Linked DNA regions of Sus scrofa: regions 1, 2, 3 and 4 are each linked to region 5. Evidence: chromatin contacts called from public Hi-C and promoter capture Hi-C data. All regions are on one chromosome and are shown on one strand. Each heading gives the region's core, a stretch centred on a gene start, on an enhancer-like site or on the middle of the called end of the contact. The rest is flanking DNA. Distances are from core to core; before and after follow the strand shown.

Region 1 (6,182 bases), core at 551-3,050, 550 kb before region 5:
AACTCCAGGCAGGCCATGTGGAAGAGGAGACTGCTGCAACCTTTGTGCATAAGGGATCAGCATCTTGATCTATTCAAAATGGAAGGTGTTTTCCAAATTCCATCCAGGAAAACATGATATTCTATGTGGTCTCAGTTTCTGTAGAGCAAGAAGCAATTCAGATAAACTACATGGATGAGCAAGAAACAGGAAGAGTTGGTGCTTAATACAAACCCACAGAGTTGGTCTAGTTCATATCAAAATGGGGATCTAATCTCCCCACTGGAGACAAAGGTATAAGGTGAGCACAGGAAAGTGTGTGTGTTTGAGCCACACCTCAGAAATTATCTTGGAGTTCCCATCATGGCTCAGCAGAAACAAATCCAACTAGGAACTATGAGGCTGTGGATTGGATCCCTGGCCTTGCTCAGTGGGTTAAGGATCTGATGTTACTGTGGCTGTGGTGTAGGCCGGTATCTGTAGCTCCAATTTGACCCCTATCCTGGGAACCTCCATCTGCCGCAGGTGCAGCCCTAAAAAGTAAAAAAAAAAAAAAAAAAAGGAAAAAAAAAAAGCAAGAAAAAGAAAGAAATTATCTCACATCAGAGACTATGCAAACTTTCAATCATCCTGAACATAAGCTTTTTAATCAAAGCTATAAAATAAAATCTAATGCACATCGATGAATAAATCATGTGGTTTCTCTTGAAGGGGTATCATTAATAGGACTTACATCACTATGCTCATTACCACTTCCTCTAGGGATTAAATTTATCCTTTCAGGAAGGAGACAATGAATTGAAAAAAACAAGAGAGAGAAAGAGAAAGGACCGTATAATGATGTTTTCCAAAGTAAAAGACTTGTTGAACATTCACCTGGGTTTCATAGCTCTCACTAATAAGCCAGAACATTGCTTTAATTCTATACTGTTTATTGCCACGGGAGCCAACAGACTGGTAGAGGTTTTCTACACTTTTATTTGCCAAACAGAAAACTGTGTTGTGATGTTTAGATGAGACACACGGGGGCAGCAGTGAGCTGACCAGGAGATAGAAGAATGGTGACACTTTTGAAGCAGAAAGCTTGACTCTAGACATTGAGATGCTGGCCAAGCTCTATTTAAAATCATTTAAACCAAAGAGAAACATTTCTTCAACTCTAAAATTAAATTTTAGAAGAATTTACTGTTCTGGCATGTTTTCTGCTCTCCATGAGTGCTTAATATCCTTACTTCCTAAATGTTTTTTTCTATTGACAATTATTTTTTCAATCTATTTAAATCTTATTTATTTATCTATCTATCTATCTGTCTGTCTATCTGTCTATCTTTCTAGGGTCCCACCTGTGCCATAAGGAAGTTCCCAGGCTAGGGGTCTATCTGAGCTGCAGCTGTCGGCCTACACCACAGCCCCAGCAAAGCTGGATCCCAGCCGTGTCTGTGACCTACACCAGAGCTCACTGCAACGTAGGATTCTTAACCCAACTGAGCGAGGCCAGGGATTGAACCTTCGTCTTCGTGGATACTAGTCGGCTTGGTTAAGGCTGAGCCACAACGGGAGCTCCAGGAGTTTGATCATTTTAAAGCTGAGACACTTTTTCCTGACCAATCCAAGTTGAAGCCCGGGGCAGGGCAAGATATCCCAGCACCAGGGACAAAGGAAGCAAACCCGGGCAGCTAGCACCACTTTTGTGGGGAGCCCACTCTAACTCGGAGCTGACAACATTGTTAAGAGTAGCAAGCCAGTGCCTGGGGCTCTCTTTTTAAATGGGGGCGGAGGAGCGGTGGGGGGAGGACACAGCGGCACTTCCTCTTCCTCTTCCTCTCCAGAGACTATTCATTTCATTCCCGCCCATCTGAAAACTGAAGAACTCCGCAGACCCTCAGACCCGCAGACCCGTAGGGGGTTCGCTTTCACTGCAGGAAGAGATGCTGTAAACAGAGGTACACAGCCAATCCATCTTCACACCCGGAAATGAGACGGCAGTGAGACAGGCCTAGAAGCAAAGCTGGTGATTGCTGCGGTGGGTGTTCACTGAGGGCAGGCTGGTCCTCCCGAAGGTGGTGTAGGATCTGGAGGAGGGAGGCAGGGAGGGTCTGGGCTCTTCCCCACGTGGCCCCAGAACTGCCTGGCAAGGAGCCACTGGGCCAGACCCTCCCGCTCCGCACGACCGGAGGCCTTTGTCAAGCTGTGTGGCTGGGTATTATTTTCAGGCTCAGCCGGGGCTGCCCTCCTGCTCCTGGGCTTGCCCGTCGATGCGCAGCTGTTTCTTCTGCTTTCCAAAGCCCAAGCCTACAGGTGCTCTGCCTCCCTCTGCCTTTGGCCGTTACAAGTTATAAGAGTAATAGTAGCTTTAAAGAGAGGGGATTGGGGAGGTTGCCAGGGGCTTAGAGTCCTCCCCTGCCGCAGCCAGCCCTCTGTCCCTCTGTCCTTCATCCTCCCTTCACAGACCTCCAATCCGAGCATTTCTTTTTTCTTTCTTTCTTTTTTTTTTTTCTTAGGGGCACACCTGTGGTGTATGGAAGTTCCCAGGCTAGGAGTCGAATCAGAGCTACAGCTGCCTGGCAACACCACAGCTCACAGCAACACTGGATCCTATTGAGTGAGGCCAGGGATCCAGTCTGTATCCTCATGGATACTAGTTGGGTTAACTCACTGAGCCACAACAAGAACTCCCTGTCTGAGCATTTCTAAACCGAAGGATCCTGGCTCAGGAAAGGCAGTCTCATTTTCACTGGGCACTCACCTGCTGAGAAGCCAACCTGAAGAGTGGAGCCCAGACTCCAAAGCCTGCCCTCCCCTCTGCTCCCACCGTTCCTTGGATGTGTTCTATTTGAAATAGTTTCTTTTTCCATAATTATTATTATTTTTTAAACAGTGTGTTTATTGCAGTATTTCTATCTAGTGTTTCTCTGGAGAAATCTAGACTTATTTTATGATTGTGCTTTTCTGAGTGTGGTTGCAGCCCTATGAGATATGCCTGTAGGTCCCTGTGTGTATTTTGACATCTGCACCAAAGCAGAGGTTACCTGTGGGGAGTAGGACTGGGTCAGTTGATGCTGCTTTGCTTTTTTACTTTCTACCGCTCGGTTTTGTTTAATCTTTTCCCAGGAGATGAATTGTTTTGTAATGTTTAAAAAGAGAGGAATGAGGACAGCTCTAACTATAGTCAGGGCCACTGGCATGTTGGCCATGCCTTGAGCCAGGACCCCACACAGCAGGGTTTTCTCTTCTGTCCTTGCTCCTACTGTTGAAGATCCCTTTGTTCAGAGTGTTAAACAGCCCTGGTGTCTCTTGATACCCGTTTCCTGAGAGCAGGCTGAGGGCTTCCTTCCTCCGCCCAGCATCCTGCCCCTCCACACACCCACACCCACACTTCTTTTTTCCCTTTCTCTTTTCAGAAACTCGATGCTATCAGGCCCAAGAATTGGCCAGGAAAGGGCTCAACACAGACAGGACCACTCAGAAAAACAGTAAGATAAGTAAGTGTATTATGCGATACTTTGAAAAGCAAATTGTCAGGAGAGGGAAAGAGTGCTGGCTCCTCTATTTTAACACTTTGTCCTTTGATCTGTATTCTCTCTTTAATCCGTCAACCTCCAAAATTTGCTGAACGCTGGCCCTGGGCCTGGATCTAGACAGTTCCTGGTTAGAAGGAAGGAAGGACCACCTCCTGGAGCAGGACCCAGCTAGGTAGTGAGTTTGGGGGACATGAACAGGTGGGCGTGCCATTGAACCCAGAGCCCAGCCCCACCCAGTGCAGGTGGCAGAAGGTTCCTGGAAGAGGAGATGCCTGAGCTGAGTCTTCAAGGACTAGTTGGTGGAGCTGAGAACAGGAGAAAGGCCATTCCCTGCAAAGGAAACATGAAATAATAACAAGGTCTTTCTTCTGCTGAGCTTTTCCATGTATCACCTGGTTCTCACAACCCTGCTGGGCAAGTGCTCTTGTGGCCCCATTTTAAAGTTGACATCCCTGAGGCTCAGAAGGGTGGAGGGCATTTTCAAAGGCCATGTAGTGGCCAGTGGAGGAGCCAGGATTTGAGCTGAGGCAGTCTGGCTCCAGAGTCCTCCCCTCCAAACATTGGTTGTCCTGTACTTGGGTAACTCAAGAAGTGAGGCAAGCCTGTTACAGAGTTGCAGGAACAGCGCTGGAAGGATGGGCAGACATCTCATGATACTAAGGGTCAGACTTGGATTCTGGGTAGATCTATGCCTCTGGAAGGATTGATGAGGCCAGGCTAGGAGAGCAGTGAGGTGGCGCTTGTAGTAATTCAATGGAGAAGTGAAGAGGGCGAGGTAGGAGTCGGGGGGAAGAAAGCTGAGCTCTACTGAGCAGATGGGCCAGGTCCATGGAGTGTGGAGGGAGGAGGCATGATGCTGAGCACCCAGCTTAGGTGACTGTGTAAAGGCTGGCCCTTCCTGAGTGTGTGGGGCACACTGCAGGAAGTGCAGGCCTGGAAGGGAAGGAGTGAGCTCAGGAGCCCATGGGTCACAATTAAGTCAGTGGCAGAAGTGGAAAAGGGAGACGTCATTTTAAAGTGGGTGTTCTTAACCCAGATGGAACTCAAGCGGTCTGTAAACTTTTATGGGAAAAATATTACATCTTTATCTTGGCTTTTTTCTTACTAAAATGTATCACATTCCTCAATTATTAATGTGAGAAAATTGCTCTAGTAACAGCATTGTCTGTGGCTTTGTCCCCAGTAGACATCACTGATTTTTCACATCACATTTTAGTTATTGAAGATTTCTCTGAGTATCATTAAATCTATCACTACTTTAATGGAGTTCCCATGCTGGCTCAGCAGAAACAAATCCAACTACTATCCCTGAGAACGTAGGTTCGATCCCTGCCCGCCCCTGCTCAGTGGGTTAAGGATCTGGTGTTGCCATGAGCTGTGGTGTAGATCGCAGGCGTGGCTTGGATCCCATGTTGCTGTGGCTGTGATGTAGGCCAGCAGCTGCATCTCCTATTTGACTCCTAGCCTGGGCACCTCCATATATCTTGGCTGCAGACCTAAAAAGACACGCACACAAAAATCTACCGCTACTTTAAAATGATGGTAATTAGGTCTGACAGTGCATTGAAATAGTTATTAGTGCATTGTTACACGTACTATTATATCAAAACTTTCATAATTTTGGAAACTATTTCAAAAAATTATATCCTTTTATTAAAACATTTTTAAAAACATTTTTTCAGAATATTTTCCATTATAGGTTATTATAAGATATTGAATACAATGCCCTGTGCTATACAGTAAATCTTTGTTGCTTCTCTATTTTATGCATAGAAAGTAGTTTTTATCTGTTAATCCTGTACTCCTAATTTATTCCTCCTTCCTCCTTTTCCTCTGTTGTAACCATAAGTTTGTTTTCTGTGTCATGAGTCTGTTTCTGTTTTGTACATAGATTCATTTATATTGTTTATTAGACTCCACCTATAAATATTATATAATATTTGTCTTTGATGTACTTCACTACGTATAATATTTTCTAGGTCTATCTACAAATGGCAAAAATTCATTTTTTATGGCTGAGTAATATTCCATATTGTGTATGTACCATATTTTCCTAAGCCCATTATCTATCAATGGGCACTTGGGTTACTTCCACGTCTTGGCTATTGTAAATAGTGCTACTATGAATATTGAAGTACAAGTATCTTTTTGAATTAGAATTTCCATCCTTTTTGGATATATACACAGGAGTGGGATTCCTGGATAACATGGTGTTTTTTTTTTTTTTGCTTTTTAGGACCACACTCCTGGCATATGGAAGTTCCCAGGCTAGGAGTTGAATCAGAGCTACAGCTGCCAGCCTACACCACAGCCACAGTAATGCAGGATCTAAGATGCATCTGCAATCTACAGTTCAGCTCATGGCAACACCAGATCCCTGACCCACTGAGTGAGGCTAGGGATTGAACCTGCATCCTCATGGATACTAATTGGATTTGTTTCCACTGAGCCACAATGGGAACTCCTCACATGGTGATTTTGTTTTTAGTTTTTTAAGGAATCTCCATACTGTTTTCCTCAGTGGCTGCACCAATTTACATTTTCATCAAAAGTGTAGGAAGGTTCCCCTTTCTCCACCCTCTCTCCAGCATTTATTATGGGTAAACTTTTTTTTTTTTTTGGTCTTTTTTTTTTAGAGTCATACCCTTGGCATCTGGAGGTTCCCAGGCTAGGGGTCGAATT
Region 2 (6,022 bases), core at 3,188-5,687, 590 kb after region 5:
TGGCTTCTTTTACTTGCCATTACTTTAATAAAGTTCAAAATAAAGATTTCATTAAGTTGTGTCCTTCACAAAAAGTAATTCTCAAAAATGCAGTTAACTAGAAGCACACTAGAGCACATGTTGGGGGAGAAGAATCTCAAAACCATGCGTTTATTAAGTCTCACTAAACAGGATGCATTTATGCTTGTCATAGAGTCTGAGAGAAAAGAACTTTACTAACCAATATTAAATGATCCAAACAATACAGATACACTGAATGAACTTCAGTATTTTTGCTTCAGTTGTGTATTTCATTCATAGGTAAGTCACCATATGTTATAGTAGGTTATTTATTAATGACTTTTAAAACTAAATTTTAAAAGAACTTTTTGGAAGTTATTATTACAGTATGAAAACATCCCTTGGGTTTTTTTGTTTTTTTTGTTTTTGTCTTTTTAGGAGGCTGGGGTCCAATCAGCTATAGCTGCTGGCCTACACCACATCCACAGCAACACCAGATCTGAGCCGAGTTCTACAACCTTACACCTCAGCTCATGGCAACACCAGATCTTTAACTCACTGAGCGAGAACAGGGATCGAACCTGTGTCCTCATGGGTACTAGTGAGATTAGTTTCCGTTGACCATGACAGGAAAACATCCCTTGGTTTTATAGAATTATATTTACAAATTTTAGAACAGGACACTTAAAAAAATCTGAGCATTTGCTCCAGTAGGAAAACTGTCTTAATTGTACTATTACATGAAAACAACAAAAAAAGCTAGTATTTTTGAGGCCAGAAGAAAATTCCAATGGATATTTTTCTCACAAAAATTTTTAGAACATTTAAGAAAATATAGAAAGGTTTGCAGTGCTCACCCCAATAAAAGCAATTCCAGGAGTTCCCACTGTGGTTCAGTGAGAATCCCACATAGTATCCATGAGGATGCAGGTTCGATCCCTGGCCTTGCTCAGTGAGTTAAGGATCCAGAGTTGCTATGGCTGCGGTATAGGCCAGCAGGTGCAGCTCCGATTTGACCCCTAGCTGGGGAACTTGCATATGCCTCAGGTACAGCCCTTTTTTCAATCACAATATGAATCTTACTTCATTTGATGCAACAATTTTGAGATTGTCCCTTAGGTACACAATTTTCTGAGACTGAAATGACAATCTTGCAATATCTACACAGAAATTAGTCTATATTTCCAGTTGAATACAATTAGATACTGCTAAGGGAAACATGTTCAATTTGGAGTAAATTTTAAGCCTGTTTCCTATTGTTTACTGTGTCTGTTCTTTTAAAAGGGAGTTCCCTTGTGGTGCAGCAGGTTAAAGATCCTGCTGTTGCTGTTGTATTGCCACTGCAGCTGCCTGGGTTGATCCCTGGCCAGGGAACTTCCACATACTGCAGGCATGGCCAAGAAAAAACACCAAAAAAAAGTATGAGTTCTGTTAAAGCTGGCACTAGAACATGTTTCACCTTGTCAGGACTGAACTTTGTATCATTTCTGGCTGTATTTTACTTACACAGCAGCTTTTTATTGCTCATTATCTATGCCTGGCTGATTTGAAAGCCAGTTTCTTCCAAAGGGAATGCACTATCAAGAGCTGGTATTTCAAACTCTGTTATACAATGTACAGATAAGATGTAATGCTAACTTTAAAACTTTTAGAATGTCTTTACTGGACTTTGGTTTGTAGGTTTATTCTGCAAAATGATTAGGAACCTTTTTATGCAAAAATGAGTATTTTATTTTGGCAGCACTAAAAAAAAAAAAAACAAAACCACTGTATTTCTACATTGAGGTGAAAACAGTGTTTAAACTTTCTTATCAATCAAATACATTCCAAAAGAAAGTGTGTCCTATGAATGTTCCAAAGCACAGGCAAATCTTAACACAACAATACAAGAATCTGTAATACTGAAAAGTGACTCTGCTCTGACAGGGTGTTTAACAAACATAACTTTCGAATTATAAAGCCAGTGAAGCAATCCTTTCCTAGTAACTGTTATCAAGAATGAAGCTGGGCTTGTTAATACTCTTAGCAATTTCATGGTAATACTTTTAACTGGTATGACAATTTTAAATAAACTTTGCTGTATGTAATATAAGTTTTGAAAGTGGAAAAGTGTACAAAGTTCCAGATAAAAAGATTAATAGATGCAATTTAAATAAAATTTCCCCTTTTACTGGTTAACAATGATTTCCTTCAGCAGACACACAAGAAACTTTAAAACCCAACTCACAAAGTGAAAACTTGTGTTTTAAATCTTAATCAGACAAGAGGAAAAGATTACTATATTTGGACAACTTTTATAAGAATTTTGTTGTTGTATTAAAGCAGAAACCAGTTCCTAAACTCTTTTATTCAATTGTATATCCTGTTTGGACAAATATCAAAAATAGAAGACTGTCACCTTTTGCGATTGCGTTTTTTTTTTTTTTTTTTTTTTTTTTTTTTTTTTTTTTTTTTACTGCAGTCTTCTATAACTCTTACAGAGTTCATGGTCCCTAATGTCTCCCCACCCTCCATTTTTCCTAGGTGGGGAAAGGGCTGCTGTCAATTTTTCACTGATAGTTAAAGTTTCTGGAAACATGTACTGTTTGTTACTATTTAAGAGTGACTCAATTTGGGCACTCTGTGTGGATGGTCTACAGGTTTTTTTGTGATGCATACCACAGTCTCCAGCATGAAAAATCCTAGGAACTTGAGGAACCAGCACTTTCCAAAATTTTGGAAGACAAGATACAGTCAAATATTGAAGTGTCCAGTCCCAGTTATAATCATCATAAGTACAGAAAGTGTCTGTGCACTCGATCAGCTTCTGATAGGCATCCCGGGTCAAGGCCAGACCCATATTGTGCTCCGTGGATTTCCACGTTTTCACATCTACCTTGTCAGCAACGTCACGGAAACTGCGAACGGTAGTATAGGTCCCCAGGGAGAGAACGTCACACTCAGGACACTCTTGCTGCTTTAAATTCCACATCTTTTTGAAGACATGGTAAAAGTCTGGGGCTACGTAGTGATCCTCCTCTAGGAAAAGTATGAGGCCAGCATAGTCTCGAAGGACTTTGACCCTCTCCCACACGAAATGCAGCTTCCACCACCAGTGGTGTTTGGTTTGGGAGAACTTGGCCTCTCTGTAATGGCCGAAGGAGTCGGGATATTCAGCATTAATGCATCCCATTTTCAAAGCTGCATTCTTCTCCAGGTCTCTAGGGCAATCTCTGGGGTCAGTACCCGGAAACTCGTTAGGGTACAACTGAATGCTGAAAGGAAAGAACACCTGCAGAACCGGACAGAAATCCACCCCAGCGATCAGCTGATTAATCTCAGTCGACCAGAAGTCATGGCTAAAGATGACGAGGACGTTGTCGATTCCCTGGGCTTTCCGAAGTGAGTCCAGGAGCAGTTTGAGGTATTCGGCCCGGTTGTGCACCTGGACCACCAGCACAAGCTCGCGGGGGACCCAGGAGCTGACCTTATCCACATTCCTCAACGTCTGGTCAAAGTTCAGTTGGTACACTAGGGACCGGTACCGCAGCGTCAGGTTGTCCACCTCGGGCTGCGGGGCTGCCGCGACCAGCGGAGCCGCCGAATCGTTGGAGCCCCGGCGGATGCCCACGGATATGGCAGGATGGTCCCCGGCCCGGGCGCCCGCACCCCGCACGGGCTCGGCGTCCAGCAGCGGCGGGGCGAGGGCCTCATTCTTCCTTTGTCGCCCATTGCTGCTCCAGAGGACGAAGCCGCAGGCGGCCACCACGAACGTCAAGATCAGCACCTTCCGCTTGTAGATGCGGAACCTCATGGTCTCCGGGGCCGGGAGCGCGGGCAGGCGCGTAAAGGAGCTAGCGGATCCCGCACGGAAAGGGCGGGCGGGCGGCGGCCGTGGCCTGCAGCGATCGGAATGGGCCTCCGCGGCTGCCCTCGCTAACTCATCCCTGGCCCCGGGGGTCCTGGGGCCCGAAGGCGCTCAGCTCCCCTGTGCCGCCCGGGCTCCACACATCCTCGCCTGGCAGCTGCAGCTCAGGCTGTCCCGCCGCTAGGAGCCGCGACTCAGCGTCGCCTCGGTCCTCTCCATCCGGCACGGGTCCGAGAAGCCCGCCGCGGCCCCACCGCACCCCGGCTCCGTTACCTGCGCTTCCAGCGGCCCTGCGTCCTCTGGGCTTTCATCCTTACGCAGGCACCGGACGTCCCGGACCGAGGGACGCAACCTCGTCCCACTCCCGCGGAGACTGTCCTGACAACCAGCAACTGGCTCGCGGAGCTCCGCGGCCCCCGGGCCCACACCCCTCCGGCCCGCCCCTCGGGCCGTCGGTTGGCGCTTCCCCGACGCGTCGGGAGACGACCGGGCGTCGCTGCCCGCCTCTTATTGGGCCGCGGCGCTGTCGCTCAGGCTCAGTTCCTGCTTCCGTCCCGATCCTCCTTTTCCGGTGAGGCTAGAGCAGAGCGAGACCCGGAACGTGGACATCGGTTTTACTGGTAAGCTACACGCGGAGTGGTAGCGGTCTCGACTGGAGCCCCCGAAGCTCAGGATCCCGGGGTGGCCGGGCGAACCCTGGTAGGAGAGGGAGGGCGAGGCCCGCCGCCTTGGGGGATTTCAAGAACGGGCTTCTCCCTTCCGGGAAGGGGCTCCCGCATGGCGGCTGCCGGGCCGGGAGGCACTTGTTAAGGACACGTCAGCCTTCGGGGCCGCTGAAGGGAGACCGTGTTTCGGAGGGAGAAGTCAAACCACGTTGCTGCGGTCCTCAGAGAAGGGCCGGGCTCGGCCTTGGCACCAGCTACACCGCACCCGGAGCCAGACTGGCTCTCGCGCTCACTCTCCCACTCTTCCGAAGGAGAGTAGATTATCACACGACCACGCTTTAGTTGTTGGGTAACCACGGTAAATTAAGGACCAAAGGAACCCACTTTGGAACTTAGAGTCAGTAGGGGGACCTGACTGTATAGGGCATCCTTATGCTGCTGCTCTGGCCCTTATTTTAGTGAGCCTCATTTTATCACTGCTCCGATGATTAGCCTTCTAAAGAGTTGTGCACATATATATATTTATTCGTGTGGAAAATGCGTATTTGGTGCATTTATACGTTAATGATTTCTGTAATGTTACTATTTCCATATTTACAAAACTTAAAATTTCAAAATGTTTAACGTCTGTTGCTGTATTTTAAATATTTTACCACAGTATTCATCGTGAAAACACCCCTGTTGCAAAGATGGTCAACGTACCTAAAACCCGAAGGACTTTCTGTAAGAAGTGTGGAAAACATCAGCCTCACAAAGTGACCCAGTATAAGAAGGGCAAGGATTCCCTCTATGCCCAGGGAAAGAGGCGCTATGATCGGAAACAGAGTGGCTATGGCGGGCAAACAAAGCCAATTTTCCGGAAGAAGGCTAAAACCACAAAGAAGATTGTGCTGAGGCTTGAATGTGTTGAGCCCAACTGCAGATCCAAGAGGATGCTGGCAATTAAGAGATGCAAGCATTTTGAACTTGGAGGAGATAAGAAGAGAAAGGGCCAAGTGATCCAGTTCTAAGCCTTGAGAATTTTTTTTATTCTATATTTGAGAGGAAGGTGTTGAAGCCATAGGGGGAAAAAAAATGCCTGTATGAGAATAAATACAGTGATACCTTACTGAAATCTTTTGTATTTTTAAAATATAAATAGGATCTTGTGCTTATTTTGGTTCTAAATTAAGGAAGTTACAGAATTAAGGTTCATTTCAAATTCTCATTTAAATTTAGTTCCATAAGACTTGGAATGTTGATTTATATATAAAGATAGGAGTCCCACCTCAAATTTTATAACTAGGTTATGGAGATAAATCATAAGGCAGGGAAAAAACTGATACTTTTCACATCAATTTCATATCTGTTGGGTGAGTAAATGATTATGATTGAGCTGCTGGGGAAAGTCTCAATCAGATTTTGAAAAAAGTACATGGAAAAGATAAGGTAGGCCTGTGTATAGCAGACTGGGTGGAGTAGAGGATCCAAGCTGAAGGGGTAAAAAGAGCTGACTTTTTGCAAGGGTATG
Region 3 (5,942 bases), core at 3,380-5,879, 610 kb after region 5:
AGGGCCAGGCTCTGGGTGGGGCGAGGGAGGCCATCACTCTTAGGGTCGTAGTAGTCTTGCGCCCCGCCCCCTTAAGTTTTGCATGCTCACCTCACCCTAGACCAGGGCAGGGATCAAACCAATATATCATTTTTAAAAATCCCACATGTATCACAACACTGTAAATCAACTATACTCAGTAAAACTTTGAAAAATGAAAAAAAAAATTCCACATGTAAATGATAACATAGAATGTTTGTCTCTGACTTCACTTTGTATGATAATTTCTAGGTCCATCTATGTTGCTGCAAATGGCATTACTTCTCTTTTTTTGTGGCTAATATTCCATTGTATGTATGTGCTACATCTTATGTACCCAATTCTTTGTTAATGGATAGTTAGGTTGTTTCCATGCCTTAGCTATTGTAAATAGTGCTGTGATAAACATTGGGGCGTATTATCTTTTAAAATTACAGTTTTGTCCAGGTAAATGCCTAGGAGTAGGATTGCTAGAACACATGGTAGTTCTATTTTTAGTTTTTTGAGGAACCTCCATACTGTTTTCCACAGCAGTTGTACCAATTTACAGTCCCACCAATAATGTAGGAGGGTTCCCTTTTCTCCACACCCTCTACACCATTTATTATTTGTAGACTTTTGATAATGGCAGTTCTGACTGGTGTGAGGTGATACCTCACTGTAGTTTTGATTTGCATTTCTCTAATAATTAGCAATGTTTATGTGCTTCTTGGCCATCTGTAAGAAATACACAGGGAATTTTAAATTGGGCTACAGTTTTTTGTTTTTTGTTTTTTTTGACAAAAAGAACCGCCCCCAGAAAAAAAGCCAACCTTGAGATTTGTTTTCCTTTTGTAAAGTTAGTTTCTCTCCTTCCTGTCCTACATACCATACTCATTCCCTTTTCTGTGTTTTGTTTATACTAATTAACCTTATTAATTTTTCATAACCCCAGTTCAGTTTCCACCAAGCTTTCTTTAATATCGCGATTTAATTTTGGGAGAGGTTGAAAATCCAATTGCACTTAAAATTACCTTCCATTACTTTTATTTCCCCAGGTTTCTGTGCATGCCAAGCATTCAACAAGTAATTGAGTATCTCTGGCTTCCCTAATTTGTGCTCACAGTACACTTTACTCATTTAGGTTTGTAGCTCGTGTGGGCTCAATCCAGTAAATCACAGTGATGTCATATTCTTAAAGAGAGAAATCACAGTCTATGGATAGTGTAGATCAGTCTGCCCTAGTACATTGGGACCAGATCTTGGAGTTGTGTTTTTTTTTTAATGGTAAACTTCATCTACACTAAATAACGCTAAATTCTTATCCAGTATACACCTAAGCATTAGGCTTTTATAATGCTGTCTTGACCCTGTTGACACTCATTGGTCATGTTTTGTGTTTTCACTAGATTTCCTAATACCCACCTTTTCATTCTTAGTATTGCCATATCAGTTCAGAACTGCATTACTTCCCTCCAAAATTTTTTCTGAACTTAGAAAGTCTTCTTATTTCAACACATTTCTTCAATATTTATGGTGTTCCCTATGTATGCCAGCACCATGCTAGATGATTAAAAGGCAAAGATGAGTGAGTTCCCTGTTGGCTCAGCAGGTTAAAGACCCAGCATTGTCACTGAAGTGGCTCTGGCCCAGGAACTTCTGCATGCCGTGGTGTGGCAAAAAAAAAAAAAAAAAAAAAAAAAAAAAGAGTTTACTTTGTTTAGGAGAGGTGAGTAAACAAATAATTATTCAAAATGGAATAAATGTTAAATTCGAACATTAGAAGAGTATAAAGCAGCCAGATGATGAAAGCATTTTTTTTTTCTAAATCAGATCCTTTTAATATTAAAGTTCTGGAATACCATTGAAAATTTTCAAGCAGGAGATAAAATTTAGGTCAGTTTAAGAAAGGCTACTGTGGTCAGTGAAGAGATTAATTTGGAGGCAGAACAAGCCTATAGGTAGCACTATCAGTTATGAGGCTAGTACAACAATCCACTATCCACCCTGCTGCCAAATTAAATTTCCAAAGATGTCTCTTCACCACAGAATCCTAAAATATAAATATGTTGAAATGGATATATATATATATTTATTTATACATATATAAAGGTTCTAACATTGAAGCTAGCTCAAGAGAGATGTAGATCTTTAAATGGAAAAATTCCGGATGTAGAATCACAATGATTTTGAGACTAATTTAAGGAACAAAATAGGTGATATCTTGAATAATGGTGTCTTAACATGCAGATCATTCAGATGTGCTTAAATTTAAAAAATAATGTATATACTCTGTGCTGTTAGACTGTTTCAATCTTGTAAGTATTTTTTTCCAAAAGGAAATATTAATAGGGCTTATGTGGACTAGAATATCATGGTACATTTTTTCTTCTTTGTACTTCATTGTATTAAAGAAAAAGGAAGGAAGGAAAGAAGGAAAGACTCAGTATGTATTATAATTGGGGAAAATGTTCTAAAATAAGTATTTAAAAGCCAAATACAAAAGAGTAATAAGAACCTGTAAGAAGAGTATAGGATTAAGCTGAAAGCTCTTTGTAAACACTGGGTTAAAATGGACTTTTAAAGCTATATTTTCAGCTTTCTTATTGAAAAAGAAATCGATAATTCCATCAGTGGAGAGGGATGGTGCTATGTTATTTTAACTGTGACTGGAATAAAAATTATGAGCAACTTGAATATCAAGATAGTTTAAGAGATTGTTATTATTCAAGTGTAACTAATTGATTTTTGTTTGTGGGTGTTTTTTCCCCCACTTTTGAATGAGTTCACTTCTTTAGGCTCAAAGGATTATATATTAAAGAGTATTGAAAATATTTATGAGATTGATCTCAGAATCATTGTAATATTTTAAAAATTACAGAGACCACCAAGCAGGAAAGATCCGAGAAGGCAAATGTGAGATTAGCTTTTGAAAGACACATGGGTTTTGGAAACTACCCATCAATGAAAGATTCCAGGTAAACTGTAGAAGCTTGACAATTAGACCCTCTACAGCTGGGCTTTAAGTTAAAATCCCCTTTCAATCTTATCACTAAGCCTTTTGGACTCCTCTCTAGTTAACTCAAAGTTGTTCACCCTCCCCAAGCTTTTTCCAACTCCATTCTTGACCTCAAATTCTTCCTCTCACTATTTCTTCCCTCCATCATGTGTAAACCCCACTCTTCACATATAGTGTATTTCAAAGACCCCTCAAGTGAAGCTCGTGCTGGAATTAATCTCTTTCTTTCTCCTCTTGTAGTCTATTAGTACATCTGTCATTTAATATAAAATGTCCTAAGAAACAAAAAAACAAAACGAAAAATCCAGAACGAATTGCTTATTTAGTTGTATACGTGTCACTGAGTGGCAGAAGTTGAATCTGGAAGAAAGGGCTCTTAAAAAAAAAGAGAGAGAGAGAGAGAGACAAAATGAAAGGAAGGGTTCAGGTAATAATACTATTTTCCTCACTACATTTGTTTTGAGAGCAGGATCAAGCCATATCTGGTTTTTCAGTCTCTGACTTGATTCCTTCATTATGTAAAAAAGTTCCCAATTTGGATGGGGAATTTCATAATCCTGAAATAACGTACCTTTAAGAGGTGTAGTGTTTCAGTTCTAATGTAAGAATTCATGCATAAAAGTTTCCTATATTTTGCACCCTGTGGTACATTTTATATTTCTAGTTAAAGCTCTTATTTTAGATTCATACTTAATTTTTCGTTTATTTACAGACATTATAAATGACCACGTGGATTTTAGAGACTTTTTCGGCAGATTATTAGAAGGCGTGTGATTCTTGCTAGTTATTTTGTTACCAGATCATTTGGTCAAAGCAACATACATTGGATATTTACTTGTTTCTTAACTTTAAACTTAACTAACTACACTGAAATATTAAACATCCTAAGTCTCATGTCATTTTTCTGGAATGGTGTGTGTCAATTAAAAATAAGTTTGAAAACGTATTCTGTTTAAAAACAGGAACTCCTACCGTTGACTCCTAGTTATTACAGTTGATTTTAAGTTTTTTTGCTATTTTATCCCAGTAGGGGTCAGTGTAGAGTTGAGGCAAACGTCCTTTTTCCTTTACGAGTTTAAGACTTTAATTTAAAAAAATGTGAAGGATTCTGAAGAGGAAAATAGCAGAATACTGAGATCAATTATTTGAGGGTTCAAAAGAAAAATTTATTCCAAAAGAGACGGGGTCTCGCTATGTTGCCCAGGCTGGAGTACAGTGGCTATTCACAGGCGCGATCCCACTACTGATCAGCACGGGAGTTTTGACCTGCTCCGTTTCCGACCTGGGCCGGTTCACCCCTCCTTAGGCAACCTGGTGGTCCCCCGCTCCCGGAGGGTCACCATATTGATGCCGAACTTAGTGCGGACACCCGATCGGCATAGCGCACTGCAGCCCAGAACTCCTGGGCTCAAGCGATCCTCCAGCCTCAGCCTCCCGAGTAGCTGGGACTACAGGCGCGCGCCACCGCGCCCGGCGGTGGCAGAAGGCGCAAGACAAAACTAGAGGCTGCGGTGTGGTGACGTCATCAGCAGGGCCCGCCCAGACTATTTCCATGCTTCCTCTTCACTCCCACCCCCGAGGAACAGCGTGGCCACACTGCGCACGCGTCACTGGTCCGCACTGCCTTCTGGGTAAACTGTGTCCAAAATTTTGAAGAGCGCATGCGTGCGCTAAGTCTGTCCTTTTGCCTCGTTGCAGCCGAGAGAGCAAGATGGGTCACCAGCAGCTCTACTGGAGCCATCCAAGAAAATTCGGTCAGGGTTCTCGCTCTTGGTGAGAAACAGAATGTCGCTTCAGGGAAGGGTTCCTCTGGGGCGCGACGCTGCTTGAAATAGAATGGCGGAGCCCCGCAGGTTTGCGCGTGGGGGGAGACGGAATCGGAGCTTGATTGCCGCCATTACAGGCCTCTCATGGGTCTTTGGTGACCAGCAGTGTGGGTGGTGGCTCTCTGAGTGCCGAATTGTTTACTTTCTGCGACTTGCGTTAATTTTTTCTATTTGCAGCCGAGTCTGCTCAAACCGGCACGGTCTGATCCGGAAATACGGCCTCAATATGTGCCGCCAGTGCTTCCGCCAGTACGCGAAGGATATTGGCTTCATCAAGGTATGCGTCCGCGGGCCGCATGCTCCTATTTCTGGGAGAGGCCAACAAGGGGTAGTTCCTTGGTGTGGGCTTTCGGCCAATGACGTTTTCTGCGTTTAGTTAGCAGCGCTGTTCTTGGTAGAGGATGACACTGTTCAGGGTTTGTGGCAGCCATGTGAATAGAATGGCGGGGATGCAGTGAAGGCCTTAAAAGAAGTCTTTGTAATCCCATTTTACCATTTTCGCCAGTTCGAGGTGCCGTGTAAAGTGTGTATAAAACTATTTACTTTTATGAAACCATGCTAAAATTCAACATTAGATCTCTAATCCTATCTAGCTATTTTTAAGCAAAGTACATGAGTTGACCACTGTCTTGAAATGTTGAGTTACGAGTTAGCGTCATGTAGGGGAATGAGCTTGAGGTTTGGGGCCATGTATGTTTTTTGAGGATTCAGGCAGGTAGTCATAATGACTTGGGTCACGTGTCTTGAAGCAAAGGTTTTACCTGTGGAAGCTAAATGGCAGTATTGTTGCAAAAATTAATGTATATATGAAGCTCAGAGGTGAAAACATTTCTTATTGGGTCTTTGAGCTGCATCTCTGGCCTTTTGATTCATAGTTAGGCCTCAGTAATTAAGTAGAACCTGCTTCTCTATATGTGCTTGGGAGTTGCCTGGTGGCTCAGTTGCTTAAAGATATCTGGTGGTGTCACTGCTGTGACATAAGTTTGATCCCTGGTTAGAAACTTCACATGCCGAGAGTGCAGCCAAAAAAGTGTTCTTATTTTGGTGAATTACTGTGGGTAATAATTGTTCATGTGACACTTATGTGACAGAGGCAAAAT
Region 4 (5,653 bases), core at 201-2,700, 860 kb before region 5:
TCTACAACATCAACATAATTAAAGCTTTTTAGGTACAGCTTTTCCTACCTGTAAAGTGTAGGAAATAACAAGTATCTTGTAGAATTTGTAAAGAATTTAAGTATGACAAGGCATATGACGTGTTTACAGGTGTCTAGTACACAGTTAACACTCAATAATGGTGTTTTTCACTAATATCACTAATACCATTAGTATCAATAATACTGTCACCACCATTACCAATTTAGTGACTAAAGCAAAGGCAGATAGTTTACTACCTACCAATGCATAAGGGACATGATCATAATGGAATCACCAGACACATGATTTTATTCAAACAATAAATGACGACCTGACACTCTTTTAAGAGTTTATAATCACTCACAATTAATTTTCTTTTTTAAATGCAATACCACTTAGAGAGACATAAGAGTAACAACCTAGGACATTCAGTACTTTGCAAAAACACACACCCAAAGGAAAAATGAGATGTGGGCAAAAAGAAAAGCGAACACACACACACGCCCGATTCATAAAATTTAAAATAAACTAAAAAGACCTCAAATTCTAACATTCTAAGTGGACTACTTTTTAAGGACAATTAGACAAAAGGAGAGGAAAGGCTGCAACTCAATTTCCTCTTCTGCAGTTTGGTAAAAATAACTCTGGAAGTCTGTAAGACTCACAAGAAAATCAATGTATAGCAACTAGTCAGACTAACCTCCCCATCCCCAAAAACCTTGAAGAAAAGTTGAGAGAATTCAAAGCTGAAAGCAGCCTCTACATACACCGCAGCCCTAGCAACCAAACTAGGGTGCACACTTCAGAAAAAAAAACTTAAAAGTATTACCCGGTCGCAAACGAAGGGGTGGGATGAAAGCAGCCGAAGATCCCAAGAGTTAGGGGATTCCGAGCAGTCGGGGGCTCCCGTGCCGCGGCTCGGAGCCGCAGCGCCGAAGAGCCTAGGACGCTCGGGAGAGGAAGGAGAATGAAGTCGGGGCTCCAGACTAGGATCCAGTACCCCGGCCCACAGAAGGGCCCCCAGACCACCGTCCCGCACTCACAATTCTATCATCCACTCTCCTTCCAGCAACTCTTTCCAGTTCTCGTCGGTGATGATGCGCACGTCGCTCCGCCGCCCGTGGGTCCAGGGAGCCTCCCACAGCAACAGCAGCAACACCGCCAAGGGGACCATAGGACTCCCGGAGGGCGCCATGTCCGCCGCTCGCCCTCCCCACAGCAAGCGCTGCGGCCCCCACCTTCGCGTAACCTCTCCTCACTTCCGTCCGTGCGAGCTCATCTGCTCGTGCGCATGAGCGCGGCGAGGCTCGCGCGCGCGCCTTGAGGACTCTCAATGCGCATGACGAGACCAGGTCTCAGTGGGTTGGTTTAGCAGCGAAGGAGCGCGCCTATTCCCTAGTGCGCATGACAAAAAAGCATTCCCTTCCTTTCTGCTTTTCCCGAATATGGTGTCGGAAGAGAGGCGGAGGGCGTGGTGTAGAAAGTGGGGTGGGACTTCGGAGAGAACAGCTTCAAAGTCTGCGGCAGGATTTTGGCGCCAAAAGTTTGGCGTTTATACTAACTTAAGGCGATTGGTAAGTCTATGCTAAAGCAGTTTCCGGCTAACTGCCTGTCAGGGTTTTCTTTTTTTTTTCCTTTTGAAAAATTTTGTAGGACAGTTAATGGATGTTTGTATGAGTCAGAAAGTTTAGTGCACTTTATGCACTTTAGGGTATATGTTGTCCCTCTTTTTTTTTTCTTTTTTTGGTTTTGGGTTTTTTTTTTAATGCAGTAGTTACAGAGAGGATAGATCAGAAATTCAAAATGGAGCAAGACACAGAGGCTGCTTGTAACAGATATTTCAGATTTTTTCCTTAAGCATCTGTAAATACAAATCAAAATGTGCACTGAGTTTGGTATTAATCAGTCAAATGAAAATAATTGCATTTACACCTCCTCACTTCATATTCTCTCCTAAACTCAATCCAATTGACTGATTCCTCCCAATCCCCACCCTTCCCTGAAAGGCCTTTTCTAGGACATTAGTAATTTGCATGTTAACATTCATCTTACTTGACTGCCAGCAAGCATTCTGTCACCACACCCTCCTTGAAATGGGTTATGTGGTACCTCATTTGTTTTTTTGTTTGTTTTTCCTCCTTCCTCACTAGCTGCTCTTTCTGAAACGTCTTGGCTGGTTCTCCTCTACTAATTTCCAGACATTGACTGGCCCCTGGATGCTGTACTGGCCCCCCTCCTCTTAATCTCAAACTTCTCCAGGTGACCTCACTTCTGGCTTTAAAAAGCATATGACTGTCATTTCCAGCCCTGACCTTTCTGGGAACTTCAGACCTGTATCTTGTTTTAAAAACAACAACAACAAAATTCAACCCAGTAAATTTAAAGATCTATTTGTCATAAGTCAGGCACCATTCCATCTGGCAACTAGAAGGGCTCTCCAAGAGGTTATACAATGGAAGGCTTTTATAGGAAGAAGGGTGAGGCAAAGGAGTTCTTGGCGAGAGAAAAGAAAGGATTATTTTTTAGGACTTTTGAGGGGAAGGGCACTGGCAAGGGCTTTATCGGTATAGATTCCTCTTCTTTAAATCTCTGTTTGCTGTCATGGGAAGCAAATGATTCCATTTTTTAACAACATTAAACTCTTTGCTGGACATCTCTTGGATATCTTATAGGGAGCTTAAACATAACAGGATCAAAAAAAGTTTCGATTCTCCCTCTTCAGGTCTTCTCAATTAAGAGCCTCAAGGTTGTAAATCAACTATATTTTAATAAAAAATAAAAATAGGAGTTCCCATCATGGCTCAGTGGGATAGTTAACAAATCCAACTAGGAAGCATGAGGTTGCAGGTTCAATCCCTGGCCTCGCTCAGTGGGTTAAGGATGTGGCGCTGCCGTGAGCTGTGGTGTAGGTCGCAGATGTGGCTTGGATCCAGTGTTGCTGTGGCTCTGGCGTAGGCTGGTAGCTACAGCTCCGATTAGACCCCTAGCCTGGGAACCTCCATATGCCGTGGGTGCGGCCCTGAAAGGACAAAAAGACATAAATAAATAAATAAATAAATAGCCCTGAGGTCCATCTGATTGCTCAAGACAAAAGTTTACATTTTAATTCTTTAATATTGTTCTCTTTCTTCACCGTCTCTTCATGTACTCCATCAGCAAGTCCCATAAACTCTACCTCCACCAATTTCCATCTCTACATCCAAGACCTTGGTCCAAGTTTCTATCATTTCTTGCCTCACCTGCAATAATAGATTGCTAACTGACTGCTCTGTGTCCTCTCTTGCTTCTCTAAATAAGATCTAGCAATTTCTCCTTAAAACACTCCAGGTGGTTCCCACTGTACTTGACATTAAATCCAAACTCCTTAAAATCATTACTGTGGCTTAAAAAGTCCTACAGGATCTGACATCTGCCTAACTGCTACCTCATGTAGTGCTGGCTCTCCTCCTCCCTACCTGCTACATCTCAGGAGATCCCTAAATATGTCAAACTAGCCTCACACTAGAGATTTGGCACTAGCTGTTCCTTCTGTCTAGACTTCTCCACTCATCCTCACATCATTCCTTTGTGTCATTGATCTCAAAAGTTACCTCAAAAAGGCATTTATTTCCTGACCACCTCATCTAAGGAGCCCTCATGGTCATATCAATAGCTCATATTATCCATCATATTCCTCCATGCTAATTCTCTGCAAAATATTAAACTGACATGCGTATTTGTTTATTATCTTATTTCTTTCCTCACCTAATAAGAATGGAAGTTTCATGATAGTGGAAACTTCTCAATTTTGTTCACTACTATAATCTCCACGGTTTAGTACCAAGCCACTATTAGAACCTAGCACATAGTAAATGCTCAATAATTCAGTATTTGTTAAATGAATGAGTTAATGAGGAAAACATCATTATACATATGCTGTGCTTTTATCATAATATATGGGCTGCACTGATTAAAAGAGTGTAAATATATTATTATATGAAATATAGAGATAATACTTGCCATTTATACCTCACAAAGTTGGTAAAAAGATAAAATTAATTATGTTCATAAATATTCTTTTTAAACTAAATCATTCATGATAAATTTGTTATTAATTTTTTAATATTTCATTTACAAAAGAAATGCAGTTTTATGACTAAAATGCACAAAGTATAAAAGATTGGAAAGTGAGAAGAAATATCTTCTAAATTCTCTTCCTATCTCCTGTCAGAATTTGTACCCCTTAGGCAACAGCTATTAATATTTTCTTTTGTGTGATTTCAGAACTTTGCTATGCACATAGACTACTCTTTAAAAAACACACACCAGAGTTTCTGTTGTGGCCCAGTGGTAACAAATCCGACTAGTATCCATGAGGACGCAGATTTGGTGCCTGGCCCCACTCAGTGGGTTAAGGATTCTGGCCTTGCCCTGAGCTGTGGTGTAGGTTGCAGACGTGGCTCGGATCTGGCATTGCTGTGGCTTATGTTGTAGGCCAGCAGCTGCAGCTCCAATTAGACCCCTAGCCTGGGAACTTCCATATGCTGCCTGTGCCACCATAAAAAAAAAAAAAAAAAAAAGACGAAAAGAAAAAGAAAAACCACACACACACTAATGAGGTCATATTTAAATTCCTAGTCAATTTTTTTCACTTAACAAAACATACATATCAATGTAAAATAGTTCTAATGTGGTCTCAAAACTATTTGTGTGAATATCAAGAAATATATTAAAATCTCCATATAATATCATGGTATTAATAATTTATTAATAATTATTAACCATTGATTTAAATGTAACTAATATAATTAAATGATATTATAAATTAAATATATTTACATTTTATAATATTTAATATATTATTGAATTATTAATACCATTTTTTTCATGCTCTGAATGCTACCTTATTCTGTCAGTCAGTTAAAGCTTGTATGCAGACCAGACCATGTGTACTCTTAACCACTGAGCTTTATTTAGCATATTATAGTTCATCTCTGTATCAACCAAAATACAGGTTACTGTACATCATGAGTGTTTTCTGAAACCAGTGCCACCTCACGAAAGGTCAAAGGCAGTTTAGTGTAGTGATTAAGTAAATAGACTCTGGGTCTAGACTGGGTTCAAATCCTGCATTTACCACTCAGGTGCCCCTCAATCTTTGTCAAGTTGCTTAACCCCTTTGGTTCCTGTGTTTAGAAGAGGGAATAATGATTGTCCTACCTCTTAGAGTTGTTATGAGGATTAGAAGAGTTAACATTTATAAAGTGATTAAAACAGAATTAGTTCATATCCTCCAAGAAACAGAGGCTAAAAAGGAATTAGACCTATAGGGGCTTATTGGGGGAAAGGTCTGTGAAGGATATGGGGAAGAGGAGCAGGAGCAGGTGGAAGAGCTTTCACACTGCACTATAGGTCTGACCCCTGTGAAAGGGCAAGGAGAAGGAGGATTGGGAAGGGCTGGGAAGAGCCTCAGACCAATCCCAGTACGGTTCTAAGAAAGGCTTGGCCAGATCAATAGGGAGTTCTGCCAAAATTGCCTAGTAGAGGAATCCCACATCAGTCAGAAAAGGCTGGCACTGGTATATTGGCTGGGAGCAGTAGTTAGAGGGGCAGGGAAGGGAACATGGTCTCAGCATTCACAGTGGCAGCAGCTGAGGATCAGCAGACTTCTTGA
Region 5 (5,448 bases), core at 974-3,473:
AAGCACATGCTAAAAATCACAGAGTAATAAAGTCACTACTGTGGGGTGACCCATGAAAGCCTGACCACAGACCCTCAAATTGTATACTTCAAAATCAACTACATCCTGTGCAATGGTTAAAATTAAAAATAGTGAAAGTACTGAAAGCTGGTGACACTGAGGAGAAACTGGATTACTCAATATTGCTGCTGGAAATGTAAAATGGTACAGCCGCTTTGGAAAAGTTTGGCAGTTTCTCACAAAACTAAACATGTGCTCATCATATGACCCAGTAATTAGACTCTTGGGCATTTATCCCAGAGATACAAAAAACAGGCTCACAGAAAAAGCTGTACACTAATTTTCACAGCAGCTTTATTCGAAATAGCTAAAAACTAGAAAGAGCTCACATGTGGTGAGCTTCAATGGGTGAACTGAAAAAGAGCTTCAATGGGTGAATGGTTAAACATGCTGTGTTATGTCCATACCATGAACTACTACTCAGTAATAAAGAATAAACTATCAATACATGCAACAATTTGGATGGAACTCAAGGGATTACACCGAGTGAAAAAGCCAATTCCAGAAAATTACATACTATATAATTCCATTTATTATAACATTCCTGACATAACAAAACTTTAGAGGGAGAAGAGAAAGGGGAAGAGGGTGTCCCGCCAGCAGAGGGATCCTGGTGGTGATGGCACTGTGCTACAGCTTGACTTGTGGATACAAGAATCTACATACATATGCCATAGAAGTATTCAGAACTACATACATACATGTAAAACGAGGGGTACCTGAATAAGATCCATGGCCTGTGTCGATGTCATTTTCCTGGTTGTGATATTGTATGATCATTTTAGAAGATGTTATCACTTGACTGTTTCTTACAACTACATGGGAATCTACAATTAGCTCAAAATGAAAAATCGAACTAAAAACTATTTCTTTTTTTTTCATTTGTGATGAACGAGCAGGTAACATTCCACAATGTCTTCACAAATAAAGAAAATATGTACAACTGTCCAGGTGATAAAACCATTTAAACATAACAAAAGCCATCATTTTATTGAACACTTTTCTGTGCTAAACATCTGATAAGCCTTATATCATATAATCTGCAAAAAAAGCCCTATGAGGGAGAACTCCTAGTTCACAGAGGAGGTTCTGAGGCGAAGAGGTGAAATGACTTCCCCAAGCTACCTGATTAATAAGTGGAGCCAAATTCAGAGAGGTATCAAGCCCTTCCAGCAATAAGGCTACATCATTCTATTTTCGTTCCCTTCAGCTGTCCTGACCCTAAAGATTAAAAACTTCCATCAAGCATAGGGAGCATAGCGATAAACAGGCATAGCGATACAGAATCACGTAGTTTTACAAAGGTCTTTCAAAGATCACATAGTCCACTTCCTTCATTTTACAGATAAACAGATCTGAAGTGACCTGCACAGGTGAGTCGCTATTCTTAGCCCCGCACAGCATATTTAAAACTGTATCTCGGTCCAGGATTTAAGAAAAGGAAACAGATTGCTAAATAATTATAGAGACCAAGCCCTCTGGTTCACCAAGCCTCTTAATATTTAAAGGACCAATAAATGACTGAAAGAATGACGCGCTAGGAGGCCCATATATAGAAGTCCAGGAAACTGCAGGCTAACAGGCGTTGCCATGACAGACCCTCGGTTCGAATGAAGCTAGGGCGGGGCAGCGAGCGCCCCTACGTGGGTGGGAGACTGCGGTGCCCAGCAAAGGGCCTTGAGTGACGTGGAGAGGGGTTGAGAGGGGGTGGGGCCTCCGGTGCGGGGCGGGGCCTTGAGTGACGCGGGGCTGGGCTTCGAGAGTCGCAGACAGAGGGAGGTTGAGAAGGCGGGGCCTAGAAAAGGGAGGTTGTTGGGCCTGCCCAAACCAAAATTTTTTCCATAATCATCCCCCGACTTTCTCTCGCGGCCCCGAGTCCACTCGGCAGCGAAGTCGAGGACGCGAGAGTCGGCACGCCAGATTTTCAGTCTGCCCAGCTAGGGCAGAAGGGAAAAGGCAGAGCGTAACCACCCCCTAGTCCCGCCCCGCTCGGGGACTAGCTCCTTACTCACAGCGTCGAAGGGAGGGAGGGAGCGAGTGAGCGTCCCTGGCGTCTACGGTAGCGCCGGCCTGCCCTTCGCCCTTTGCCGCGCGCGCCCATTGGCCATTAATGGCGGCTCCCACGTGAGGCAAAGGCGCGCCTCTCATTGGCCCCTGCGCAAGAGGCGGGGCTAGACAGCACTGGGACTTGGGCAGTGCTGGGATCCAGGGCCGCTTCTGGGGCTTGAGGCAGGGTAGGAGTGGGGCACCGGTGATGGTGCCGGCGCTGCGTTACCTGGGCAGCGTCTACGGACGTGCCCGCGGGGCTTTCTCCGGAGGCTTCCTCGCTGCTGGCGCGCCCGCGCCAGGGAACCTCTGGCTGTTGTGCCAAGGTGGCCGCAGAGCCAGCACCAGGTGAGTAGCCGCTGGCCCGCCCCCGCCGCTTGCGCTGCTTCTCTCAGAAGTGCCTGGTGCTGGACCTCTGCCCTTGCTCTGTTTCCCTGTCCTAGGCGCGAGAGAAGGTCGAGATCTTGTGCAGCCCGGGCTCCAACCTCTGATCCCAGGAGCTACCTGCTGGAATCGTTCGTAGTGTCTGTGAGGAAAAGAGTAAGAAAGGCAGTGTTGAGTAGAGGTCAAGAATACTTGAGGCTTTGAATACAAATCCACCACCTCCTAGTCCACTCTGGGAGGGTTACTTAAGCTCCTTAAAGGCTCAGCTGTGAATAGGATCCTAGTCTATTGCGTAGGTGGTCGTTTGCGGGATTAAAGGACCTAGCACACTGTAAACAATCAAATAGGCTGTTTATTCGCTGGCCTCCATGGTTTTACTTGGAAGGTCTGAAACCGGTCTTAAATCAGTTCTTGGCACACACATGCTGCATAGAGTTGCCCCTGTGAGAAGCAGCTCAGTTAGTTGCTAGGCAAACCCTGCAGAATTCAGCATCCTGTGATTCGAAGTTTGGAGACTTTCTCTGCTATCTGTAGAGGGAATGGTTTATGCGAAGGTTTCAAAGCTGGAAAGTTCTTGGTTGTTGAGAGAACTAGAATGTGAGCAAGATCAGTGTGACTGGAGCTTAGAGGAACAGAGACCGTGTGGAGAGGGGCTGCACCACAGCAGGGTTTTTGTGTTAACTATGTATGAAACCTTGTTCTAAGACCGCTAGGAGTCTTTTAGAGGATTTCTAAGAAGTGATTAAATGTTGATGTTTCAAAAGTTGACTCTGGCTGCTATGTATTAGTAGATTGGAGAGGGGTTAGAGTGGAATAGGATTTAGTGATTCATCGTGTGGGTATGTAGACAGTTCTTTTAGGAACTTTTTCTTAAGAGAAGAAAAGTAAGGTGAGTGAAGTTTCATTTATACTTTTTATTTTGAGGTAATTAAAGATCCATAGGAAGTTTAAAAAGAGCAGAGAGTACTCATGTAGCCTTTTTCACCCAATTTACCCCAATAATAACATCTTACATAACTGTAATACAGTATCAAAACTAGGAAATTGACGTTGGTACAATCCATAGACCTTGTTCAGATTTCATCATTTAAATGCACTCATTTGTGTATTTGTGTGTGTTTCTATGCAGTTTAATCACATGTGTTAATTTGGGTAACTGCCACCACAATTAAGAAACAAATGTTCCATCAGTACAGAGATTTTGTTACCCACCCCTTTGTGTTCACACCTCATCTCTCCACCTTTTCTCACCATTGGCAACCACAAATTTTTAGCTCTATGGTTTGGTAATTTTGAGAATGTTATGTAAGTGGAATTACACAATACGTAACCTTTTGAGATTGGCTTTTTTCACACAGCGTAATATCCTTGCAATCAATCCAAGGTGTTGCCTGTGTTGATAGTGGGTTCCATTTAATTGTTGAGTAGCACTCTGTGGTGTTAGATGTATTACACTTTGCTTAACCAGTTGAATGGTATCTGGGCTATTTCCAGTTTTGACTATTATGAATAAAGCTGCTATGAACACATGTACAGATTTTTGTAGGCACATTAAGTTTTCATTTCTCTGCGATAAATTCCAAAGAGTGCAATTGCTAAGACGTGTAGTACGCACAGGTATAGTTTCTGAGGAAACTGCCATGCTCTTTTTCCAGAATGGCTGTACTGTTTTACATTCCTACCAGCAATGTGTGGTTGGTCTAGTTCCTCTCATCCTCATCAATGTTTAGTTATCACTTAAAAAAAAAAAAAAGCCATTCTGAAAGGGGTCTGGTGATACCTTATTGTAGTTTTAGTTTGCATTTCCCTAATGACTGAAGGTACTGAGCGTATTTTCATGTTCTTTATTGCCATCATATCTATTCTTTATGATGAAATGTTTGCTTATATCTTTTGCCTGTTCTCTAAATGACTTGTTTGTTTTTTATGTATATGAGAAATGAGTCCTTTGTCAGCTATATAGTTCACAAATAAGTGTTTTCTCACAATTTATTTGTTGTCCTCTTACCCTCTTAACAGGGTCATTTGCAGAGCAATTTATCAATTTTTTTCTTTTATGGATCATGCTTTTGGTGTGAACACTTCATCTAGCCCTAGATACCAAAGATTTTCTCCTGTTTTCTTCTCAAATTTTTAGTGTGAATGTTTGATGATAATGAAAAACTGATAATTTTTTTTTAGTTAGAATAACAACATTGGAGTTCCCATTATGGTTCAGCAGGTTAAGAACCTGACATAGCGTCCTTGAGGATACGGGGTTTGATCCTTGACCTCGCTCAGTGGGTTAAGGATCCTGTGTTGCCGCAAGATGCAACATAGGTCGCAAATGCAGCTCATATCCACTGTTGCTGTGGCTGTGGCGTAGGCCTGCAGCTGCAGCTCTGATTCCACCCTTGGCCGGGGAACTTCCATCTGATGCAGGTGTAGCTGTAAAAAGAAAGAAAGAAAAAAAAAAAGTAACAGCATTGTGTGTGCCTTTTAAAGAGCCCTTTTGGAAATAATGTATTGAAATATTTACAGATGATGTTTAGGACTTACACTGAAATAACATAATGCAGGAGAGGGTGAAATACATTGGAAGTTCCCATCGTGGCTCAGTGGAAATGAATCTGACTAGCATCCATAAGGATGCATGTTCAGTCCCTGGTCTTGTTCGGGGGTTAAGGATTGCCGTGAGCTATGGTGTAGGTCGAAGACGTGGCTTGGATCCCGTGTTGCTGTGGCTGTGGTGTAGGCCAGCAGTTGTAGCTCCGATTGGACCCCTAGCCTGGGAACCTCCATATGCCATGAGTGTGGCCCTAAAAAGAAAAAAAAAAAAGATGCAGATTGGCCATGTTCCTGTGAACTAGATTTGTTGACCATGAGATTGGTGCTAATGGTAATCTTTTAAGAGTTAGACAGACCACACATACCCTTTTTAATTTTTTAAATGGTTGTGTAGTTAGGGTTATTATGGCT

The links. Promoter capture Hi-C pulls out the DNA fragments that hold promoters and counts their contacts. Hi-C and Micro-C count contacts between places; a contact is called where the count stands out from the background.
Region 1: a contact with region 5 is called in a Hi-C map of embryonic fibroblasts, with 2.4 times the contacts expected there. The contact joins the promoter of NIN here to the promoter of ATP5S in region 5. A contact is called at or near these places in 1 of 5 promoter capture datasets (liver), 1 of 47 Hi-C or Micro-C datasets (embryonic fibroblasts) and 1 of 2 datasets of contacts at active chromatin or transcription factors (alveolar macrophages).
Region 2: a Hi-C map of liver shows a contact between it and region 5, with 4 times the contacts expected there. The contact joins the promoter of RPL36AL here to the promoter of ATP5S in region 5. A contact is called at or near these places in 2 of 5 promoter capture datasets (fetal liver and liver), 6 of 47 Hi-C or Micro-C datasets (heart right ventricle, liver, mesenteric adipose tissue and 2 more) and 1 of 2 datasets of contacts at active chromatin or transcription factors (alveolar macrophages).
Region 3: a promoter capture Hi-C map of liver shows a contact between it and region 5, with 6 times the contacts expected there. The contact joins the promoter of RPS29 here to the promoter of ATP5S in region 5. A contact is called at or near these places in 1 of 5 promoter capture datasets (liver) and 3 of 47 Hi-C or Micro-C datasets (alveolar macrophages, heart right ventricle and skeletal muscle).
Region 4: a promoter capture Hi-C map of fetal liver shows a contact between it and region 5, with 5 times the contacts expected there. The contact joins the promoter of TMX1 here to the promoter of ATP5S in region 5. A contact is called at or near these places in 1 of 5 promoter capture datasets (fetal liver) and 2 of 47 Hi-C or Micro-C datasets (embryonic fibroblasts and epiblast stem cells).

The regions. Positions count from the first base shown.
Region 1 is chr1:180,617,593-180,623,774 of Sscrofa11.1, reverse strand. It overlaps NIN (ninein), which reads left to right and starts at 1,800. Exons shown (of 34, transcript XR_002346861.1): 1 at 1,800-2,002; 2 at 3,381-3,461.
Region 2 is chr1:179,476,235-179,482,256 of Sscrofa11.1, reverse strand. RPL36AL (ribosomal protein L36a like) reads left to right here and starts at 4,437. Exons shown (of 2, transcript NM_213917.1): 1 at 4,437-4,467; 2 at 5,171-5,619. The coding sequence starts at 5,202. The coding sequence ends at 5,522. MGAT2 (mannosyl (alpha-1,6-)-glycoprotein beta-1,2-N-acetylglucosaminyltransferase) reads right to left here and starts at 3,793. Exons shown (of 1, transcript NM_001128482.1): 1 at 2,453-3,793. The coding sequence starts at 3,793. The coding sequence ends at 2,453. DNAAF2 (protein kintoun) reads left to right here. Exons shown (of 3, transcript XM_003121803.5): 3 at 1-68.
Region 3 is chr1:179,455,534-179,461,475 of Sscrofa11.1, reverse strand. It overlaps RPS29 (40S ribosomal protein S29), which reads left to right and starts at 4,629. Exons shown (of 3, transcript XM_021101317.1): 1 at 4,629-4,789; 2 at 5,020-5,119. The coding sequence starts at 4,728. LRR1 (leucine-rich repeat protein 1) reads right to left here and starts at 28. Exons shown (of 4, transcript XM_021101338.1): 1 at 1-28. It also overlaps LOC102723301.
Region 4 is chr1:180,929,475-180,935,127 of Sscrofa11.1, reverse strand. TMX1 (thioredoxin-related transmembrane protein 1) reads right to left here and starts at 1,450. Exons shown (of 8, transcript XM_001928249.4): 1 at 1,044-1,450. The coding sequence starts at 1,195.
Region 5 is chr1:180,065,932-180,071,379 of Sscrofa11.1, reverse strand. ATP5S (ATP synthase subunit s, mitochondrial) reads right to left here and starts at 2,223. Exons shown (of 5, transcript XM_013993389.2): 1 at 2,073-2,223. The coding sequence starts at 2,208. L2HGDH (L-2-hydroxyglutarate dehydrogenase, mitochondrial) reads left to right here and starts at 2,212. Exons shown (of 10, transcript XM_001926818.5): 1 at 2,212-2,454. The coding sequence starts at 2,315.